Linked DNA regions of Mus musculus: region 2 is linked to region 1. A link is a contact called in public ChIA-PET data. All regions are on one chromosome and are shown on one strand. Each heading gives the region's core, a stretch centred on a gene start, on an enhancer-like site or on the middle of the called end of the contact. The rest is flanking DNA. Distances are from core to core; before and after follow the strand shown. Region 1 overlaps D16Ertd472e (DNA segment, Chr 16, ERATO Doi 472, expressed). Region 2 holds the start of D16Ertd472e (DNA segment, Chr 16, ERATO Doi 472, expressed).

What was found. ChIA-PET counts read pairs in DNA pulled down with a chosen protein or histone mark.
Region 2: a contact with region 1 is called in an RNA polymerase II ChIA-PET map of memory CD8 T cells, with 1,571 read pairs. The contact joins the promoter of D16Ertd472e here to the enhancer-like site in region 1. A contact is called at or near these places in 5 of 39 promoter capture datasets (the C10 cell line, the HPC-7 cell line, liver and 2 more), 1 of 15 datasets of contacts at CTCF or cohesin (CD8 T cells), 61 of 484 Hi-C or Micro-C datasets (B cells, CD4 T cells, CD8 T cells and 37 more), 18 of 115 datasets of contacts at active chromatin or transcription factors (the 230-238 cell line, CD4 T cells, CD4 single positive thymocytes and 12 more) and 4 of 9 other capture datasets (adipose tissue, embryonic stem cells, liver and 1 more).

The regions. Positions count from the first base shown.
Region 1 is chr16:78,536,114-78,543,706 of GRCm38.p6, forward strand. It overlaps D16Ertd472e (DNA segment, Chr 16, ERATO Doi 472, expressed), which reads right to left. Exons shown (of 5, transcript NM_001252439.1): 5 at 4,223-7,593. Among named protein-coding and RNA genes, the nearest start is that of 4930478L05Rik, 20 kb to the right of the region's middle. Within about 2 kb of position 4,153, at least 105 of the 459 cell types and tissues checked have an H3K27ac peak or open chromatin away from gene starts, as enhancers often do. A contact at or near this core is called in B cells, CD4 single positive thymocytes, CD8 T cells and 27 more, where this site is marked.
Region 2 is chr16:78,572,987-78,580,579 of GRCm38.p6, forward strand. D16Ertd472e (DNA segment, Chr 16, ERATO Doi 472, expressed) reads right to left here and starts at 3,702. Exons shown (of 5, transcript NM_001252439.1): 1 at 3,438-3,702; 2 at 2,935-3,068. The coding sequence starts at 3,061.

The DNA.
Region 1 (7,593 bases), core at 2,903-5,402:
ATGTATAGAAGTTCATCATCCCCTGCTTCTTGACGCTTGGTGCAGTGTGACCAGATTCCTTAACCCCCTGCCTCCATGATTTCCTTACCACAGAAGACTGTATCCTCCCAAACTGTGAGGTGCAATAAACCCTTCCTTCCTTGAGTTGTTTTTTAAAAGAAGGGTAGTCTATCACTGCAACAGGAAATGCAGCTAATACCTGTATTACTGAGTCACTGGAAGAGTGGCTCGGGCATTTTGTGGAATACCTACTTACACACTCTTAGGAGACATTCAATCCTGGTTCTGCCTCTGAAGTTTTTCACGTATTCATCCATTCCACAGATGCTCGATGTACTGTGATACTTGCTGATCATTTAACGATGATGGTAGTCATTTAGTACTACCAAGAAGAATACAGGCCTGTCTCGCCGTGACCATTACTGGTTTTCTTGGACCAACCCTTTCATGAACTCAGTACATAGATGCTGAATGCGTTTAGTTATGAATGGATGTGGTGGTTTGGGTCATCTTGACACAAGCTAGTCATGTGGTAAGAGGGAATCCCAGTTGAGAAAATGCCTCTATAAGATTGGCTTGTAGTGTATTCGTAAAGTTAGTGATGGATGAGGGACAGCCCAGACCACTGTGGTGGTGCCATCCCTAGGATGGTGGTCCTGGGTCTTATAAGAAGGCAGACTGAGCAAGAGAGTAAGCAGCCCTCTTCCATGTCCTCTGTATCAGTTCCTGCCCCCAGGTCCCTGCCTTCCATAAGCAATAAAATGTAAGCTAAAGTATAAGATAAGATAAACCCAGTCCTCCCCAAGTTGCTTTTGGTCATACTGTCTTATCACGGAAACAGCAAGCCTAATTAAGACAGTGGCAGGTCTCGAACGCCCCCCTCCTGGTAACCAAGAACGTCTTTAGTGGTCAAAGTGGCATGCACACTACCAGGAGATTTAACTTCTTTAGAAATTCCTGTCACTTTTACTTGACTCAACAAGTAGCCATGTAGTCCTGAGCCACAGTTTACACAAATCCAATGGTCCTTAGCAGTTTACTCTTAGAAAACAATTCCATAAGATTTCTAAGGAGGGGACTGGACCAGAGGCAGGTGTCACACAGCTTCTGTTGCAGGCTGAAGAATTAGTCTTACTAATTGCATTAAGGTGGGAAGAGTTTAAGTTTTGTAAGATCACGTAGAATGCTGGGAAATGAAGCAAGCCAAAAGTAACGAAGTGCTATGTCCAGTCAGATTTATAGCAAGCAATACGGGAGGCCAGTGGCTTATGTCTCATTCTATGCCTAAGGATAATGGATGTTCCTACGGGCAACACTGATGCTCTCTCGGCATGGGAATCCCCTTAGGCAGTAGCACGGCTTCAAAAGCTGCGGCTGGGAAAACCCAGATGCAAAGCAGTCAGGATAGCAAGTATCTAGAGATAAACTTGGTACCCTATGCCACATCCCCCAAATAGCACATCCACAAAATTTTAGTGATATAAAACTGAAACTTCAAGCTGGCAAAAACCTCAGATAGCATTTAGATCAGACTGTAAACATGTAGTCTTTGAACACCTTCTTATTTAGAGTATCATTTACATAAAAAGGGCGTTGCTCTGCCCTCAGGGTCCCTCTTGGTTTTTTTTTTTGTTTGTTTGTTTTTTGTTTTTTGTTTTTGTTTTTATTCACTATGTTTAGAAGTCCTTGCCAGGCTCCAAGACACCTGTAAAGACATCTAGGTTCTAACAGGTCACTGAAGAAATAAGGGAGAACAATTTCAGAGCTAGTTTGAAACGAGGCAGTTCGGACAACCGAGTAAGAACAGAGCTTCTTAGTGAGCTGAGGCTGAGAGAAGTCACGACGAATTTCTTTTAAGTGTGGCTAAACAGTAAAACTTCGCTTGTGGTCTGGTACACTTCCTGGCAACTTTTACAAACTCCACTCTTCATCTCTTTCCTTTCCTGATGTAGTGCTATCACTCAAGAATATTAGGTATTATTAAAGGATTTATTTTTCAGACAGTCTTATGTAGCCGTCTGGCTCCCAACTTGTTAGAAAGCCCAAGGGTGACCTTGAGTTCCTGAGCCTTTAGCCTCCTGAGTGTTAGACCACAGGCATGCACCTCTAAACAGGGTTTAGGGTTAGATTTCTGAGACTTCCCAGGGTGATTCACATTTTCGCAACACATTCAGTGTTTCAATTCTTTGATATTACTTATGGTGTAATCTACTTCTGACCTTTTCCACAACTGTCTGTTTTTCTTAGTTTTAAATTATCACCATATAAGCATCATAAAATGACTTTAAAAGTCACTGATGAAGGACAGGTGGGATGGCTCAGTGGGTAGAGGCAGGTGAACTGACGTCACAAAGCTGTCCCCTGGCCTCCATTGCACACCACAGACAGTGAGATGGTCCTCTTGCAAGTGCTCTTAGCCACGAGCCACCTCTTCACTCCTAATAAAAATTCAATCATGAATGAGAAAAGGCTAATTTAATATTGATTCATTATGCTAACCACAAGGATTTTTGACTAATACACTCTTTCCTTATTTCAAATGTTTTTTAAAAAGCCAACTGAAATATAGGTGTGTTTTATTCATTTTTACAAATTTTTATTTGGTGTATATGAATATTTTGCTTGCTTAGATATCTGCACACCACCTGTGTGTCTGACCCCCATGGAGGACAAAAGAAGGTACTGGATCCGCTGGGAACTGCAGGTTCAGTTATTAGCAGCCCTGGGGACTCTGGGACTTGAACCTGTGTCCTCTGGGAGAACAGTCAGGGCTCTTAACCAGAGCCATCTCTCCAGCCCTCTAAAGTTTTATTCTTAGTAGCTCAACTTGGGGAAAAACAAAAGAAAACAAGCCCCCCCCCCCAAACAAAACAAAACAGTCAAATTCAAATTGTTGAAGCAGCTAACTGGATACAGAGTATTTTAGTTAGGGTTTTACTGCTGTGAACAGACACTATGACCAAGGCAAGTCTTTTTTTTTTAATTTTTTTATTAGATATTTTCTTTATTTACATTTCAAATGCTATCCCAAAAGTTCCCTATACCCTCCCCCTGTCCCGCTCTCCTACCCATCCACTCCCACTTCTTGACCCTGGTGTTCCCCTGTACTGGGGCATATAAAGATTGCAAGACCTAGGGGCCTCTCTTTCCGACTAGGCCATCATGTGCTACATATGCAGCTAGAGACACAAGCTCTGGGGGTACTGGTTAGTTCATATTGTTGTTCCACCTATAGGGTTGCAGACCCCTTCAGCTCCTTGGTTACTTTCTCTAGCTCCTCCATTGGGGGCCCTGTGATCCATCCAATAGCTGACACTGAGCATCCACTTCTGTGTTTACCAGTCACTGGCACATTCAGCAAAATCTTGCTGACGTATGCAATAGTGTCTGCGTTTGGTGGCTGATTATGGGATGGATCCCTGGGGTGGGGTAGTCTCTGGATGGTCCATCCTTTCCTCTTAGCTCCAAACTTTGTCTCTATAACTCCTTCCATGGGTATTTTGTTCCCTATTCTAAGGAGGAATGAAGCATCTACACTTTTGACCAAGGCAAGTCTTATAAAGGACAACATTTAATTGGGGCTGGCTTCCAAGTTCAGAAGTTCAATCCACCATCATCAAGGCAGGAACATGGCAGCATCCAGGCAGGAATGGTGCAGGCAGAGCTGAGAGTTCTACAACTTCATCTGAAGGCTGCTAGTGGAAGACTGGCTTCCAGGTAGCTAGGATCAGGGTCTTAAAGCCCACACCCAGAGACACACCTACTCCAACAAGGCCACACCGCCAAACAGTGCCACTCCCTGGGCCGAGCATATACAATCCATCACACAGCATAAGATTATATAAAAGTTTCAGGGTAGGCAAGCTATATGATTAAAAAGAAGAAAGAAGGAGGAAGAGGAAGGGAGAAGGAGAAAGAAGAGGGAGGAGAGGAAGGAAGGGAGGGAGGGAGGGAGGGAGGGAGGGAGGGAGGGAGGGAGGGAGGGAGGCAGAGAAGCAAGCAGGTAGGTCTGCTCTTTTTACACTGACTGGGGCTGGAAATATGGCTCAGCAGGTAAAGAGGCTTGCTGTGAAGTCTGAGAACCTGAGCTTGATCCTTGAGACCCGCGTGGTAGGAGGACAGAACTGATTCTAGAAGCTTCTGACCTCCACAAGACACATGCGGCCTGGTGTGCCTGCCGCCAGTAAACACAGAAATGTAAGAAAATCAACCGAGGCTCGGAGATAGCTACCAAAATATTTGTTTTATTCTTGTAAAGTTAAAAATAGTAGACAGACTTATCTAGTTACAGTTTCAAAGCAGAATACAAATATATAAATTGCATATAACCCGGACGAAGACAAAATAATCTTTTTGTTTCTTTTGGAGACCAACTTAGCTTTGATCACGGCAGTTTCATTTTCGCTTTCTAAATGGCAGCAACATTGCTGAAAAGAAGTTTTCAAAGCACACATTGAAGTTCAAGGACTGCTGCAGATGCAGCCAGGTTTCGCTGTCGCTGTCACTGTCTCTGTCTCACACACACACACACACACACACACACACACACACACACACATCACTACGAAGCACTTTTTAAAGCCACCTCCTCTGGAGGCAGTAGGGCAGGGGAAAAAAACAAGAAATCAAACCAATCCGATCTTCAAAGCTAAATCCACTACACTTGGTGCACAGTGGCTGGTGCAGCTTTAAATGAGTCTGTCTCCAGGACATCTTTGCTTCTCGTTGGTAACCTTGAAATTGGGGGGAAATTACTGAGAAATTTCAAACTAGTTTGAAATTAAACTACTTTGCTAATTGGAGTTTTCTTCAAACTAAAAATATCAGTGAAAACATTTACAAATTAAATGTCTAAAAATCTTAACTGTCTACACCCACGTGATCGGTTCCTATCAAGGTGGGCACGGCCTGGGGTTGCTCAGGTGAAGGCTGATGTCAGCCGGGGAACCGAAAGGAATTGGGGAAATGAAAGGCAAAGGTCACACACACACTCTTCCTAGACCAGCGTGACTTCCCCTTCCCCAAGGTGTCCGATTATTTCAGCAGATAAACTCTTCTGTACCCCACACCACAAAGCTTAACTTGGCAACAGTATTTTATTTAGGGCTCTGTCCTTTAGTGTTTTTTTTTTTAAACCAAATTTTCTCAGAAAAAAAAAAATTCTGTTCAAGGTAAAACCGGAATCAAACCCAAAACAAATCAAGTCTCTGCGTTAAGTCATAGCTTAACAGAGGGTATATTATAATTTTTATACGTATGAAGTCTTAAAAGATCCACACATCTTGCTGTAGCGTGAACAGTAGTAATATCTGTCAGTAAATGAGCTTGCAAAAAGTAAAACAAACAACTCCTTCAAACAATCAAAACAAAACGTGATGACAGGAACGCTATACTCCGCCATTAAATAACAGCTCATGTCCATGGAATTATTTTGCCTGGTCACACATCTGAACCCTTTAAAAGGCCAGCGAGATCTTTAACATTCTCACTTAAGTACACAAACTGATTAAAAAGGATGACTTTGAAAATTAACAAAAACCTGACAAGCCTTAAAAGAATAAACACCAAGGTGAGTTCTATATAAACAAACAAAATGGTAAAAGCCATTTCTCAATGGTCCATAGGAAACAGCAAGAGTCCAAGAAACCACAAGCTACCTGTCAAGATGGCAACGAAGTATTCTTCAACCATGTTCCTGAAATCACTTGCCAGGATGCACACGTTTTGAAAAATAATCATTAAGTGTTATATAAGAATGGGAGAGGCAAACATGGGACTTGGAAACGCAAGGGTTTCCTTGACTCCAGTGCTACACGCAGGAAGCACACAGTGAAGCAAGCGGACTGTTTGGATCATCAGCGTGGCGTGCCAAGTGGATGCCCGTTCCAAAGAACTAACTTAGAAATTAATGCGAGAATCAGGCGGTAATCTCTGGAGAAATGCTACAAGAATGGACAACAGGAGTATTTAAGCCAAGCATGGCAATGTATGTCAATCCCCTCCCCTCCCCCCCATGTCTCCACTCAGAAGGCTGAAGCGGTAAGATGGCCACTAAGCTTGGGTCTGGGCAACATAATAGAACCCAAACCAGAAACCAAACCTTTGTATATGTACTAGGGTGACAGGAATTAATAACTCAGGGCCTGATATGTGCTAGGCACATAAAAACACTAATCTTTAAAGAAAAATATGTGTTAAAATCACATCTGACTTCTGATTTTTAAAATATGCACCTTGTTTAACTATGAAGTCTAATTTTTAAAATATGCACCTTGTTTAACTATGAAGTCTAGTATGACAAAACTTCACTTCGCTCCTCGTAGAAGCTCGGGCTTCTACGTACGGGCTCACTAGCAGTGCATCTGTTGTTGTTGTTGTTGTTTTTAAATGAAATCACGTGTGAAGTTTCTTCTGAACTTTCTCAAAACACACAACAACTTTGAAAGAGCCAAACAGAGAAGAAACCAGTACTTGTAAAAGTTCCTGCTTCCTTAAACTGGACCTCAACTCTGTCCCCTTCCTTATTTTTGCATATACAATAACTGCATATTCAATCAAGAGCATGTATCAAGCTAGGAGTAAGATATAGACCTGAACCACAGCACTAGATCTCCTCCTGAGGCAGGAGATTTGCCACGAATCCCAGGCCAGCCTGGTCCACAAAGAGAACTCTAGGCTAGCAAAAGCTATGTAGCAAGACCCTGTGTCAAAACAAGCAAGCAAGCAAGCCACCACCACAACCAAGAACCCTGAACAAATAACTGGCAGTTGAATTACACAAAGTAGTGCGCTCCAGCAAAACCCACGCGCATGGGTACGAGTGCTCCCACCAGCACCAGAGACAGACTACGGAGCACTATTCCTTTGGTGTTTCCAGTGAAATATCTAAAAGAAATGAATCAGAGGTCCCAGTTAAGACCTTAAAGAGTACATGGGAGAAATTCCAATTATTCCAAACTCATTAGTAAACTAAGTGTTTGCCAATAAGAGATAAGCAAACGTTTTTCTTTGGGTAACACTGGTACTTAGGACTGCACCGTAGGGTATGTCTCCTCGGATAGAAATACACGGAGTACTGCACATTCCAAAAGCCGACTCTCTTATACTCCTATGGCTGTCCCGACTGCTTTTCCATCATCCAGACAGAAGCCCAAGTGTGCTGCCATCCTTAAGGAGTTACGCCAGGCAGGAGTGCAGTCACGTTGGAAAATGTAACCATAACAACCAAGCACTGAAACACTTACTGGCATAATCAGGACACGTTGTCTTCACCCAGCTTGTAAATGTGGACCCTTCCATATTGCACACATTCAATTTAAAGCTCACCAAAACTAAGGCAATGAGTTCACCTCTGCTCCCCAGATTTTAAATTCATTTTGGATGACTCAAAGAACTGAGAGAAACTGAAAAGTATTCTTTTTTTTTTTTTTTCTTTTTCCCCAGAAACTCCTTCCAAAAAGCTTCAAAGGTAAGTTTTCTTCAGGACAGAGCAAAACCAATGGGACATTGACTAATGCACACAGCCAGGCCAGTTTAACACATCCTAGCATCAGGAAAAGGTGCTTTTTCTACAGTGAGGCAGCTGTTTGCTTA
Region 2 (7,593 bases), core at 2,452-4,951, 36 kb after region 1:
AAAGTTACCCCTGGGAGCAGCTAATGTCCCTTGAAAGACATTTTTAGGTTTTTGAAGAACAGGACCACGCTTTGGGAACATGAAAGTTAGTCACTACCCACCCTCCTTCTAAATAGTGTGAAACCACAGCAAAAAGACAACTCAGAGCCATGCCTAGAATACAGAGTCCCTCCAGTAAGAGCAGCCTGTGTGAGGCCAATCCCCTTTCATCCTTTGTCTTTGTTGCAGAAGTACACACGAGCACATGGCTCTTCAACAAGAGGCTCATTATTAGGAGGCTAGTGCTGTTTCATGTAAACACTCTGAAGTGTATATAATGGCGTTTTATTTCAAATGTGTGAACTAAAACCTAGCCCAGCTGTGGTGGTCCTCCAGACACTGCATTTCACGTGGGCTCTTTGCAGAAAAAAAAAAATGTTTGAGAGGAAAATGTAAAGTCTCTTAGTTAACAGCAACATCACCACAATCCAGACAAAACTATACTAAACCTGTAAATGTCCCCTTCAAAGGTCCCTCTTACATCCCAGTTATAGAAAGGAGACTACAATAACTCAAGTCACTGACAAAGGTGAAGAATATACCCCGTCTTCACCTTTTCCCACTGGTTTTAAAAACGTGTGAAATGTGTGTGTGTGGTGTGTGTTGTGTGTTGTGTGTGTGTGTGGTGTGTGTGGTGTGTGTGTGGTGTGTGTGGTGAGTGCCACAACTCACACACGGAGGTCAGAGGGTGACTTGAGGGACCTGGCTCTTCCCTTCCACCCTGTGAGATCCAGGAATTAAACTCAGCTCCTGAAGCTGGGCATCGAGTGTCTTTCCCTGCATCCTGCCATCTTGCCAGCCCTCCACTGATTTTTTTTAAAAACACGACTTGGGTGGGTACTGCTATAAAAACTGACTTTGGTGGAAATCTTTCTTGATCTTCCCACAGCAGTAGGACAATATTAAACTAATGTGCATAACAAATAGCTCATCAGCGCAGTAACAATGGAAATCCATTTGTGAGCACAAGGAACTGACAATCAAGACAAACCGAGGCGGTTTTTGAACTTCACCTTTAACACAGAGGATAAAACAGTTCTAATCCGGATTGAGAACCGTTTTTTTTTTTTTGTCTTTTAGACTAATAGACAAGTATTATTTCAAAAAACATAGCACCGGGGTCATGTTTACACATCAAGAGCTACAATGCTCACAGTTAGTTAAAAGGCAGCTTCAGAAGGGCCAGGAAAGCAATTATGAAAACTGAGGTCTCTGCAGTAAAGTGTTATATGGCATGATGATTTACGTATCAGGAAGCACCAATTAGGGAAAGCTGGCTGAATCAAAAACCAATTAGGATTCGGGAGGAAGGATTTCCAGCATCTATCCCACAGTTCACTACCTATTGACAGTAGATGAGTGGGACTGAGGTCACAGCCACAAGAACTAGATGGCCGGGCTTCGAAGCCTGGGACTACCAATTACTAGCGATGTGCCTTCAAACTGCACTCCTTAGGTCTCTCATGTTCCATTCCATCACATTCAAACAAGTAATCATAGCAGGCATCCCAGAGCTATTTTGAATGAAGATAATCCAGTAAGACGCTTAGGGCCAGGCTTGGCACAGATGTGCTCCCAGCAAACATTTGCCTGGCACAGAAGAACAGCTTGCTGACGCCACTCCAGCAACCTGGAGCAGCCCACCCACCCACCAGGCCTCAGTTTCTTCCAGACAACACAGAGATTGCAAGTTGATCCTGTCTGATGTCTCTGCCCTTCTAAAATGTAAACTTCCAGGAGGTGTGAGAACACACAGGAAAAAAAACTGTTTCCAAAGAGCAGAAGTGTGCCCTCTCACTGGGGCACAGAGAACATAAATATAAACTCCACACACACATAAAAAAAAATCGTCATTTCTAAGTCACGCTTTTAAAACTAGGTGTAATCACTACAATTTACTAAAGCCAGAGTAACAAGCATACTACTTAGCCCACAGAAACTCCATGATGCGCCAAGACAGACACCATTTGGAAGCTACAACACTTCTGAGTAACAAGTCCTAACAGGAATGGCAAAGTCTATGATCTCAGTACAGGAGTGTGCTTAGCAATAAGGATACATTGTCCCTCTTAATAAGACAAAAAAAAAATCATGAAAGTCTTTAAAGACAAAATGAAATGTTGTTTTGAAACCAAGCCCTTAAGCATCTAGGTATTTCAAAATATTTAGTATCTAGTAAGATCTTTCTCTACTGACAGACACATTAGAACCTCAAAATTCAAGTTATACACAAATTTTTATTTTGGGGGAAATTTTAAGATTCTTCTTCAGTGTGACTCATAGATACCCCAAAAGACTTGGGGTTTCACTGTGACAGTGCAAATAGAAAGCTCACAGCCCATGTTTCCTGGAAACATCTAGGACCCAGTTATCTGTGTACCCAACACAACCTTCAGCAAAAGGTTTAATTTCTCAAGCATTTCTTTTACACATTCTCACAATGGTACTGGCATCGAAAGAATTGAAAAGTCCTTTTTTAAAAAGATTATTAATATTAAAGGAAGTTATTTAAAATCTGATATAAACAACTTAAAAAAATAAAAGTTAGTTAAAATTCACCACATGATGGGAAAAATAGAGACTAAGTTTGGCAGAAAGGAGTAAAATTATATCTGCCCACGTGTACGGTCATGTTGATTCTTAAATGTTTATCAGACAATACCTGCACTTCATTTCATATTAGTTAAAAGGAGCTTAACATTCTGTTATAAAGACAAACATTTCCCTCGACTCATAACTATTGTTAACTCTGGCTTCATTTCCAGAAACCCTTAGCAGATCTTCACTTAGGACAATCTCTAGGCTTTCAAGCAGTTGCAGTGTTACCTCCAAACATCTCAGCCTAAGTTGCACAAAGTAGTACGCGGCACGCAGTTAAAACCGCAGAATCCTTACCCTCGAGATTTAGCTCGAAGCAAATGTGGCAGAAGGAGAGCGTGTCTTTGTCTGTTCCCAGTTTACAAACACTGCAAATGTTGTCATCATTCAAGTCAATGCTTACAAACTGCTCCTCTTCGTTCATAGTGCCCCTATGAGGAAAGAGAAAGGAGCAAGTTACACAACGGCAAAAACTTGCTTATGGCCTGCAGTAACCGACCAAAAACCCCCCCAAAAACCGAAAAAGGAGGCGTTTGCAACAGCCCTGTCAGGCAAGCATCGCCATACCTGGAGTTACAGTATCACAGTTTTACTGCGAAAAAGCAAAAGGGCTGCCCACAGGAGACACCCGCCTCCCGGGTCGCGCCGGCAGACACCCGGCCTGTCAACCAACTTCGGGTCGGTCGCTGTGGCCAGAAGGAGCCGCTGGGACGCGGCTTTGCCAACTTCTGGGTGAGCGTCTGGAGGCGTCCCGCTAACTCGGTTACCCGGCTCCCCGGCTCCGCCGCGGCAAGACGCACGTGGGGACTGGGACACCCGGGAAGGATCGGCTCACGTCGGAGACTCTTCAGCCACGGACCGGAGGGTCCCGGGGACGCCACTCGAGGATCGTGGGCGTCCGGCACGGCGTGGGATCCGTCTCGTCTGTCCGTCCGTCCCGGCACTGGTCCTGAGCACCAGAGCGGCTCAGAGAAGGACCTCTACCGTCCGGCTCCGCGGGCCACCGTCCGCGCGCCACGATCCGATCCGCACTATTGTTTCCGCCGGCGCCGCAGCGCAGACAGCAGCGCGCTCCGCCCCGCCCGGGCCGCCTGCGCCACCCCGAGCCGCCCACGGGGAGAGCGGCCGGGCCAGCCCACAGCCCCAGGGCCCCACGTGGCCACCCTAGCGCAGGGAGTGTAGCCGCCCTCCGCCCGCCCCGCGCCGCCCCGCGCCCCCGTGCGCATCCTCTTGCGCCTCCGCGGAGAGCATCTCGCTCCCCTCCGCGTGGCGCACATGGACCCGTCCGGCCCGCCTCCCTGCAGCCCCTGAAAACTCCAGCCACTTGCGGATTGCAGGAATGGGCCCACGGCTAAGCCTGAGGGGTGGAGGAGGAGAAAGGCACACACGCGTGGGGAGTGTATTGCTTCAAAACCAGGAGCCTGAACCAAGTATTATCCTTGAACTCCTGTTTCATGTTGGTTGACTTTCTGAATGAGATAAAAGTTGATAATTCAGATATCCCGATTTAGGTATAATTCTAGAAGCAGAGCATCTTTTCTTCGAATTATGTATCACGATGTGGTACCTCCCATGCACATCCACGGAAAACATTCCCGAGGCTCCGCCTCTTGTTTTTAAGTCTACCCCTTTCCTAAACTTTTTTTTTTTTTAGTATGTAAATGTACTTTCATCATCTGCTTGACTCCTTAAGCCTTGCCTAGGCCACAAGTCTACGCAATACTTTCAGTTACGTTTGCTATGCTAGTCTTTCTCAACAGTCCACAGAAGAGAAACAGGAAACTCGGCTCTTGCAGTTTAGTGGTGACTAACCCTTTATCGCAGTTTCTTAGAAACAAAAACTGGAGCTTGAACTCAAGGCTGCGGAGGTAAAGCCACTAATCAAGGACTCAAAAAAGTCATCTGTGCCCATGCTACCGAAGTGTGGTGGATGACTCAAAGACCCCATGTGGCGTTTTTACAAATGCAGAATCCAGAAATCAATACCTTGCTCTGAAAAAGACCCCCAGATCCATGGACCTGAGGTGCCTCAGCGGGGGTGGCATGAGGTGGGATGGGGGAGGGGGAGTGTTTGCTATGGCAAACCTGGCAACCTGAGCTCCATTCCCAGTGGAACGGAAGTACTAACTCCACAAAGCTGTCCTCCAAGAGTGTCCCACAGTCACCAGGACACGCCCCCCCATTAATAATAATAATGAATATTTTATAGGTCCCTGCCCCCTATGCATATTAAAATTTGGGGTGTGTTAAATATCTTGCATTTTGGATTCTACTCATTTATTTAATTAAAGTGATTTTTACAAAGTTTATATTTGTATGTGTATGTTTGTATATGTGGTGTGTATGATGTGTGCATGATCATATCCTGGCATGTGTGTGGAGCTCAGAGGACAACTTCAGATGTCTGTCCTCATTTTTTTTTTTTAAATCTTGTTTGAGAAAGGGCCTCATTGCTGTTCATAGGTGTGTAGTGTAGGCTAGTGGGCCAGTGGGCTTCTCATGATCTCCCTGTCTCCAGCTCCCATGTTGCAGTAAATGTGTTAAGTTTGTTTGTTTTCTCCTGGTGTGTTAGTCAGGGTTCTCTAGAGTGACAGAACTTATGGAATGTATATATTGTGATGACTTACAGTCTGTAGTCCAACTAACCCAACAATGGTCAGCTGTGAATGGGAAGTCCAGGAATCTAGTATTTGTTCGGTCCCACAAGGCTAGTTGTTTCAGCTTGCCTTCTGTAGAAGTAGGTTTCAACAGATGTGCTGGCAAGTAAGTGCAAGCAGGCAAAGAAGAATGATTCTTCCTTCTTCCAAAGTCCTTATGTAGGTCTCCAGCAGAAGGTGTGGCCCAGATTAAAGGTGTGTGCTGGCACAACTGAGTCTGGGACTTGTTTTGTCCCAGGATGACTTTGAACTAAGAGATCTCTTTGCCTTAATCTCCTGGGATTAAAGGCCAGTACTACCTTGGCTGGGCCTAAATTTTTCATGGCCGCTATGCCTTAAGATCACCATGCCAAGATCCAAGTCAGAAGCTTGTGTCTTCCAGCCTCAAGATCTGGATCACAGGTAAGCTGTCCAATTCTAGATTGTAGTTCATTCCAGGTATAGTCAAGTTGACAACCAAGAGTAGCCATTACACTTGGATCTGGGCAACTGAACTCTGGTCCTCATACTTACATAGAAAGCTCTTTACCCACACCTTGAAGCCATTGCAGGTCCACAGATCTGAGTGCTGTTTTCGGATGTAGGTACATATTTAGGGAATTTGGGGTAGGACCGGAAATCCTGCACTTGTAGCGAGGCCGCATGAAGTCAGTGTTACTGACTCTTGTACTTTCACTCCATCAACATGGACATTGGCTGCTTTTTTGAGGCACTGATGAGTTACATCATAATTCATCAGTTCTCATAACCGATAAGCTTTCAAGATCGGTGGCTCTATGTTATCTGTCTCTCTATTCTCTTGGGTAAATAACTAGGGCAGAATTGCTAGATGATATGGTGAACATTTGCTTATTTTGTGTCAGGGTACGTGTGAATGTGAGGATCAAATCCATGTGAGTTGCACAAGTACCACACCACTAACTCAAATTCCCATTCAGTTTAAAAAGGAAATTGCCAAATGTGTTCCCTCAGTGCTTATGCAACTTTAGACACTGAGAATCGTTGATATACTCTTAGTGAATTGATACCCGCTATGGCTTAAATCTAAGACGCAGTCCCCATAGGTTCATGATCTGAAGGCTTGTGTATCCTAGCGGTTGGTACTGTTTTAGGGACCACGAAAATTTCTGGAGGCAGAACCCAGCTAGTAGAAGTGGATCACTGGGAGGAAGTCTGAATATTATTAGCCTGGTCTTTAGTGCTGGCCCAGCACTGAAGACTCTGTTTCCTACTCTCCCCATATGTACACATCCACTGCCATTTAGTTCACATCAGCTTCCAAGAGCTGCACCACCTCCCATGCCTTCCCTGCCGTGGGATGTGGGATGAGCTGAAATCCTTCTGAAGTCCTGAGACCAAATAAACCTAAGTTGTTTCAGTCTGGTGCTTGTGTTACTGTGGTACAGAAATCACAAATACAACTAGTTTTATTTGAAAATGAAAGGGGGAGCAGCGGGGGCGGGCTCCTGTTGTTGCAAAGAATATCTCTGAAAGGAAAGAGTCACTGGGCAGCTTTCAAAGCCAATCAGATCCTGTAGAAGAAAAGACCTGGGTTCAGAAAGAAAAGGAATGCAGAGAGAAGACACAGAGGAACAAAACCCAGAGTGCTAGTGATCTCAGATATAACAGCACCCAACCTAACACACATGTATGACTGCAGTACTGGGGGCGGCAGGGAGGAGAAGGGCAGTGGGGGGAGGGGGACAAGCTAGAGTTGATGAAAAGTATCAGCCATATCTCAGAAGCTCAACAAACCTGAAGCTAGACAAAAGAGTCCCAACGAACACATAATGAAAAGAAAAACAACAAGGAAAAGAGAAAAACCATCAAGTAGACCGAGAAGAGAGATGCATTTAAAGAGGAGTTGAGAAACTGCTACAGTTTTCTTATTAGAAATCATACAAACCCGAAAAACCTGGAATAAAGACTTTCACAGGTGGAAACAGAGCTGGACTCCTAAATTTCTGTTTACCCAGTGTAGCTCTGAAAATAAAGACATCTCCACACAAAGAGAAGCAGAAGATCTAGCCATTCTTAAGGAAATGTTGAGAGAATTCAGTCGACCTTTCAGTTTATTTGAGAGATACTAATGGGAAAACACTGTATTTGGAGCCTTCGGTACAGTAAGGCACAGTAATATGTGACTCTAATCATAGAAACCATTAGAAGCAGAATCTTTAATGTCAGAAACGCTTCAGAAGATTATGCCAAACCAACTGGGAGAATCCTAGAGATATAACTCACCAACCCCAGGAAACAGCAAGCGTAGAGATCTCAGGCCTAGTCTGTGAGGAACTAT